2 separate regions of the Mus musculus genome follow, and region 1 is linked to region 2. A link is a contact called in public HiChIP or PLAC-seq data. All regions are on one chromosome and are shown on one strand. Each heading gives the region's core, a stretch centred on a gene start, on an enhancer-like site or on the middle of the called end of the contact. The rest is flanking DNA. Distances are from core to core; before and after follow the strand shown. Region 1 has its middle 8.3 kb from the start of Gm35398. Region 2 holds the start of Ano10 (anoctamin 10).

What was found. HiChIP or PLAC-seq counts read pairs in DNA pulled down with a chosen protein or histone mark.
Region 1: a contact with region 2 is called in an H3K4me3 HiChIP or PLAC-seq map of bone marrow-derived macrophages, with 2.3 times the contacts expected there. The contact joins the enhancer-like site here to the promoter of Ano10 in region 2. A contact is called at or near these places in 1 of 39 promoter capture datasets (neutrophils), 5 of 484 Hi-C or Micro-C datasets (LSK cells, bone marrow-derived macrophages, muscle stem cells and 2 more) and 3 of 115 datasets of contacts at active chromatin or transcription factors (bone marrow-derived macrophages, extraembryonic endoderm stem cells and pancreatic cancer cells).

What each region holds. Positions count from the first base shown.
Region 1 is chr9:122,335,423-122,339,082 of GRCm38.p6, forward strand. No RefSeq gene overlaps it. Among named protein-coding and RNA genes, the nearest start is that of Gm35398, 8.3 kb to the right of the region's middle. Within about 2 kb of position 2,404, at least 83 of the 459 cell types and tissues checked have an H3K27ac peak or open chromatin away from gene starts, as enhancers often do. A contact at or near this core is called in bone marrow-derived macrophages, muscle stem cells and pancreatic cancer cells, where this site is marked.
Region 2 is chr9:122,292,235-122,296,078 of GRCm38.p6, forward strand. It overlaps Ano10 (anoctamin 10), which reads right to left and starts at 2,189. Exons shown (of 13, transcript NM_133979.3): 1 at 2,070-2,189. Gm26797 (predicted gene, 26797) reads right to left here. Exons shown (of 5, transcript NR_168548.1): 5 at 3,676-3,844.

The DNA of each region.
Region 1 (3,660 bases), core at 1,154-3,653, 43 kb after region 2:
TTGAATTTAAACCCTGATTTGTATGCCTCCCAAAGTGCAAACTTTGGCTTTGGAATTCAAGCCATATTTCAAACATTAAAGAGAGAAAGAGAAATGCAAAAGAGAACATTTAATGTCTCTCCACTTCTCTCCCCTTGAATAAAAGCTAAACGGCTGAGATGATTTCAGAAAGCGGAGAAGGGAACTGTACTGTGGTGAGCATCTGGCAGCTCCATCTATGTCTAAGAGCTGAACTGGCTAAACCTGTATCAGTTTTCTGAAAACTGTTGAAATGGTTAAAATTACATATATGTGACCTGATTCTTTGTAAAACTCAGTTTGCTTGTGTGCACATGCAAATGCATTTGCACATACATGCAAACTGAATGTATTTGTGGTGGTGGTAGTTGAAGGTGTGTCTGGGCTGAGAATTGCCTTCCTATTGTTCAGCTTCCTCTCAGGCTCCTGATTGCTGGAATTGCAAATGTAAATAATGACAGCTAGCATGTTTTTTGTTTTTGCTTTTTTCCGAGACAGGGTTTCTCTGTATAGCCTTTGGCTATCCTGGAACTCACTTTGTAGACCAGGCTGGCCTCGAATTCAGAAATCCGCCTATCTCGGCCTCTCGAGTGCTGGGATTAAAGGCATGTGCCACCACTGCCCGGCTAGCTAGCTTGTTTTTATTTCTGTTGCTGTTATAGATTTATTTTCTAATCACATATGTGTGTGTATGTTTGTAAGTGGATAAGTGCAAGTGTGGGTGCTTGCAGAGGCTGGAGCTATCAGATGCCCTGGACCTGAAGTTGCAAGCAATTATGATCTGACATAGGTGTTAAGTCAGGTCCTCTAAAGAGCCTTATGCATTCTTAACTACCGAGCTCCCCAACCCCTCTTGTTTTCACTCACACACACACACACACACACACACACACACACACACACACACACACACGTGCACACACACACGCACACGCCCACACTTGCTATATAGCTCAGGCTAACCCAGGACTTGCTCTGCATCTCAGGCAGGTCTCACACTTACAGTCCTTCTGCCTCAGTCTTCTGAGGGGCTGGAGTTGCAGGTGTACAGATGCAGGAAATCATGAAGTTGGTCTGATCTAATTCATGATTCCCTACATCTGTACACACCCACACACAAACACACCTTGAACACATAGGGTTACACTATTTAGCTCTGGCTGGCCTAGAACTTGCTATGTAGACCAGGCTGGCTTTAAACTCACAGACACCCATCTAACTGTGCCTCCTGAGTGCCGGGATTAAAGGGATGCACCACAACACCACACCCTTTACCCCTTTTTATTCAATTTGAGACCCTTATCCAAGAAACAGTGCTATTTGCACTCAGGGAAGGTCTTCTCTGTCAAACCACTCTGAAAACAGAGTGATCTGGACTCTAAATCCAGTCAGGTTGGCAAGCAGAGGCAAACAGGAAGTTCTTACATAACCTGTCCCTCATTTGTGCTACCACAGCACTGCTGATGCCTGAGAGTGCAGGGAAGATTGGGAGTGGCTGAGAGGCTCGCTGGCTCTTTCTGAAGTCTGTGTGTTACCTGAAGATTCACTTTGGTCCTGTACATTTGATCTGTAGAATCATACAGAATGGTTTTGCTGCCTTAAAAAATGGTCTGTGGGATGTTGACTGGAGACTGAGAAGTGACCTCCATTTTTCCTCAGAACCAGTCTATAATAAATTCCCAGGTTTGCAGTGCGGCAGCACTAGATTTGGCTTCCCAGAATCCTCATGGTGGTTTGTAACCATCTGTAACTCTTGTTCCTTGGGATCCATCACCCTCTTCAAGCCTCAACTGGCAATGCATGCCTGTGGTACACAGACACACACTCAGGCAAAACACTCACATAAACAAAACTATACACACACATATAATAAAAAGACTTTAGATTGTGACTTCTGTTTAATATGAAGGGTGAGAAGCTGTCTTCACACTGTGTAATAAAGGATGAGTCAGGCTCTGTCTATCTATCTATCTATCTATCTATCTATCTATCTATCTATCTATCTATCGAGAGAACATGCCACTGTAAAGGGAATATAAAGCAGAATTAATGTTCAGCAGAGAGTGAAGAGAAACAGAACATAGTAAAAGAAGGAAGCTGCACAGGGCTCTAGCCAGTGGCTCCCCGTGGGCGGGCAGAGGCGCTTCTGGTGGGTGGGTCAGCAGGGGGGAGCTCTATTTTGCTCCAAGGATGACTCAGAGGCAGTGTCATCTGTGTGGGAATCTTTTGTTTAAAACCTAGCTACCCCGAGGGCCTAGGAGCAGGAACAGTCACAGATGTCAGGAGCCCGAGGGCAGGCAGCCTTCACACATCCCCTGGGGAGAGCCCGTTGCAGGAGAGCAGTACACCTTGGCAGCAGGCTCTGCTCAGGCAGTGACATAGGCAGGGGTGGCTTGAGGTTGATTTCATCACTTGAGAATAGCTTTGGACTTTGATCCATGAGCTGAGACCGGCCGATGTACTTACTGGACTTGCCTGTCTGTCCTCAAGTTCACTGCCGTGGAGACGAAAGCTCCCAAGATCCAGAAGATACTTGGTTTGCACAACTGTGTCCCTCCCTCTAACAGGGTGTTTAATGTTCAGCAGGCTCAGACAGATCTCAACCCAGTGGTTGCTTCTCCTTCTCCCAGGCCTGCCTGCCTTCAAGTTAGAATATTAGCAACCGTGGATATACACATGGGAGGATCTTGGAAGGGTAGGAGGATCTGCCTAGCCCACAAACTGCAAAACTAATGCTGGCTGGCAATGGTCCCTCACACTCAAAGTGGAGAAACTACTAAAATGAGGGCGGCTCTGGAGGATAACTGATGCTCTTTCAGCCCAGGCTCTGCAGCAGCACAGACTGTAAGACAGACAAATCCAGGACTGCAAATGAGGCCCCACACGTCCACATAGCAGGATCCAATTGTATTACTATTTTCCAAAAACCAAATTTCATCAGTTCACTGTTGTTTGTGGTGGCGGCGGCAGCAGTTGTGGTGGTGGCGTGTGTTGTGCCAGAGCATGGGCATGTGCATATCATGGTTCACATGAGTGTGGTGGTCGGTCAGGCACCAGCTTTCAGGAGTCAGTTTTCTCCTTCTACCATGGGTTCCAAGGGTAGAACTCAGATATAATTCCAAGGGTAGAACTCAGATATAATAACTCTGGTTTTCCTATCTGAGAGGTCTTAGGGACTGAGCTAATAGTCCTGATACCTAAGAAAAATTCCCAAATAGACCTGAATGGAAATCAAGCCAACAAATGCACAGACACATAAGAAAATGGGTATGGGGCATGTGCCTTTAATGTCAGCACTTGGGAGGTAGAATCCCTGTGAGTTTGAGACCAGCCAGATCATCAGAGTAAGCTCTAGTTCAACTAGGACTAAATTGAGAAACACTGTCCCAAAAACCAACAAGGAAAAAAAAAGAAAGAAAGAAAAGAAAATATCAAGGAAGCATGACTTTAGTTTTAAATAATAGTAATAATTTTAATTTATAATATTTTAAAACTTTGAATTAATAATTTTAATTAATAATAGTTTAAACTTCTAATTTATATTAATAATTTTTAACTTCTAAATTTCTAAGTTCAAAACACTGAAATGGATAAGATGCCAGAAGAGCAATTTAAAATTTTATTTGTAAAACTACCAATGCT
Region 2 (3,844 bases), core at 939-3,438:
TGGAGGGTGCAGCTTACTGGCCTGGTCAGCCTGCTTTCTTATACAACCCATGGCCACCCGCCTAGGGCTGGCTCCACTGGCCGTGGACTGCACACCCCCACCCCAATCAATCATCAGTCAAGAAAATGCCCCACAGATCTGTGTACCTGTCAATATGGTGGAGGGATTTGTTCAGATGAGGATAGTTTGTGTCAAGTTGAAAACAACAACTACAAAAAAAAAAACAAAAAAAAAAAAACAAAAATAAAAACAAAAAACAACCAGGACAAACAGCATTCTGAGCTGGCATCTTCCAAAAGCAGGTGTTACTGTGTAAAAATGCAGAGAGCTACAGACAACCCATGTATATACTGTGAGGGACTAGCTCAATGTAGCATAGATGGCATTTAAACACTTACTAATATACTTGCCTTGATCAGCCCTAATTCTTCACCTCCAAGCATGCATGTATTAAACACATAGCTGAAATACTATTATTATTTTAGAAAGAAGTAGCTGGTTGTTCAGTGTGAATATTTAGTGATCAAGGAAAATGATAAATGAGAAAATGTTAAGTTGGAAAAAGTCACAAATTAATATTAGAATACTACCCCATTAATTATATGTGTATTTATATACACAAAAGGAGAGAATTGACTCCCAGAATTTGACCTCTGATCCCTACACACATTCCATGGTATGTGTAAACCCACATGCACACATACAATAATATGTAAAAAAAAAAAAAAACACTTTTAAATATACAAATTAGGAAGAAAAACAAAATGCTACTAGAGGTCATAGGGTTCTGAGCATTCCTACAGGGCATTTATATTCTCAACTTTATCCTCTTTTCTGTGTTCCAACCTTTCTAGTTTTCCTCTTTACACACTCATACACACACGCACACGCAACCACACTACAGTCTATCCAAATGCACACTCGTTACAGTTTACCAGGCCTTGTCTATGCCTGTCTGATATTCTGCATCTCTCATTTCTCATCAAGAGGACCTAAATTTGGACTCCAGCACGCAGTAGAGTGCTTCTGTAATCCCAACTCCAGGTGATATGGGAGACAGAGACAGTAAAACCCTAAGAAGCCATAGGGCTGAATGGCCTGGAACAGGCAGCACAGCAGCAAAAATGAAAAGACACAAAGACATCCTATCTCAAACACGGTGGGAGGCAAGGGCCCACACCTGTGTCCTCTGTCCTGTACAAGCCTGTGTGTATCCGTTTGCCTGCACTCACAATAACACGAACGCACAGACAAAAATTTTTAAAAACCAAAAACCAAACCAAAGCAAACCAAAACAAAAAAACCCCAGAAAACAAAACTATATGCCTAGTAAAGTCACAGCCTCTTTGTCTGTGTGAGTGCCCTCGGACGTTCATGCCAGGTAAACAGCAAGCATCTCCCTCCCAGTTTACCCTGGTTAAGGGATGCACGGTTGCATTTAAAATTGTTTAAAGACAGAAAGAGTCCTTAGAAATATCTAGTCCTCTAAGGTTACTGTGACTTTAAATGGAAACCAGGCCACTCACAGTGCACCTGAAACTTTTAAAACTGCCGGGATTCGATTACAACATCAGGGTTTAAGGGATTGCGATTCAACTGTGGAGTGGGAACAAACTTGAAGAGACTTCAGTCAGACCGTCTACGCACCGCCTCAGCTATGGGAAAGAACAAACAGGGTTTCGGGTAGGGACAGGGCTCTGCACCCTTCACTGGAGTCATGCGACACCTATCACGGAAAGCGCACAATGGGCCCGGTCAGAAACCTCAGACCGGATCTGTTCACAACCCTAGAGAGACCGCGAGGTGTGACACAATCAAGGCTACCGGGCACCTTCCCCGAAGTGTCAATCAGAGCAGCCCGACACCCCGGGATCCCATGGTCAGTCAGAGACGGCCCTGCTCCAGGCCTGACGCAAATCCAGAGCCGGCCGACATCCCCCTGCCTCCGCCGGCTTTCACACCCTTGCGGATCTCCAGCCCTGACCAGTGCTTCCGTGGCTCTTTCCCTGTCGCGGGGGGGGAGCATCCCCAGCGGGCCCACCACACGGACTGCGCCCCTCCCCACTCACCGGCCGCCCACGCGGCGTCCTCGGGGACCGCGGGAGCGGGGAGAACCAGGCCCGCGGCGCTAAGGCGGACTGGATACACGACCGGGGCGTGGCGCCTTGGCCGACAGGAGGCGTCAACGACCGGGAGGGGCGGGGCCTTCCGGCTGTCACTCGGCGTGGGGGGCGGGATCACCGTGAAAGGGGCGGTGCCTTAACAGTTGTAAGTCCCGAGGAAGGGGGGCGGAGGTGTCAGAGTGAAGCTTCACTGGCTGACCCTCGGGAGAGGGGTGGGGCCGCGACGGAAGGGGCGGGGCCATGAAGGTTCTCATTTTGGTGGGATGTGGTGGTGCTGCATGGGCGTGGCCTCATCAGCTGTCGTTGTAGAGAGACATGTTAAAGGCGGGGCTGTGGCGAGTGGGGTGGGGCTTGGGTTGCTGTCACTCACGGCAGAAAGGGAGCCTCATCCGGAGGGGTGGGGCCTCGCTAGCGGTCCTCGTGGTGGTATGGGTGCGGGCTGGGTCTTGGCTTTGCTGGGTAGGGAATGGAAGGGAAAGGATAAGGCTCCTTACGCTTTCCTTTTCTTAATCTCTTAGACCAGAATCCAGACACCTGCCCACCTCTACCCTCTACCGTCTAGCCTCCACCCTCCACACCCTTCCAGTTTTTGCCTTCCTCCAGGGGACAAGGCCTTCACCCCAACCCCTGGGGGTGTTCCGGTTTGGAGGTTGTCCTCCTAGCCCCCTCTCTGCCTTAAGGAGCAATTCTTGGCTGGTTTTCAGCAGAATTCTGAAGCTCTCTTCTCTCTGAAAACCAAGGCAAATCTTTCAGAACTTTAACAATTAGAGTCAATTGACGACTCAGGAGACTTGTGGGTTTCAGTTGGAGAGTTCCAATTTTCTCAGCCCCTGAACTTACATTCATCCTTGCATATAACTTCATTCTTTGGTATCTGATTGGAAATGTTTGAAATTTTTTGAAAAACAATCATTTTAATGGAATATCTATTAAATCCTTTTTGCTCAGATAGTCTTTATACTGGAGATTAAACCCAGGGCCTTGTGCATCCTAGGGAAGAGATTATCCCAGCCCTCTTGGGAGTAATCTTATCACAGCTGAATTAACAAAATTTAGTTAAGCTGTGTTGGTGGCCCACACTTTTGTAGTCTCAGATACTCAGCAGACTGAGGCTGGAAGATCACTTGAACTGAGGAACTAGAGACCAGCCTGAGCAATGTAGTGAATCTCCATCTCAAAGCAAAGTACAAGATGTGAGCCTGAGTCATGGTGCCATGCCACTTAGTTTTTGTGAACCTGACACACCAATAGTTGCCTGAGAGGAAATCACATTAAGGAACAGCCTCCATCAGACTGGCCTTTGAGCTTGTGTGTTGGGGGGGAGGGGGGGTAGGGAGGAGCATTCTCTTGATGATGTGGGAGGGCCCAGCACACTATGGGTGGTACCATCCTAAGAGGGTGGAACCTGGCTGTTTAAAAGAGCAGGCAGTAAGCAGCAGTATTCTTCTGTAGTCTTTGCTTCAAGTTCTGTCTCCAGGACCCTGCCTTGAGCTCTTGACCTGGCTTACCTTAATGATGGACTATAAGTCAAATAAGCCCTTTCCTTCCCACGTTAGTTCTGGTCTAAATTTTATTGGAGCAACCAAAGAAGCAGGCTAGGACAGGCATGTCTTAGTTATTCTTTGCTATGTAACAACCCCCTTTGCAAGGCTCCATGCTCTCATGTTCCCAAGAGTCCTTCTTTCCAGTTGCTTCCTCTAGAACAGTGGTCCTCAACCTGT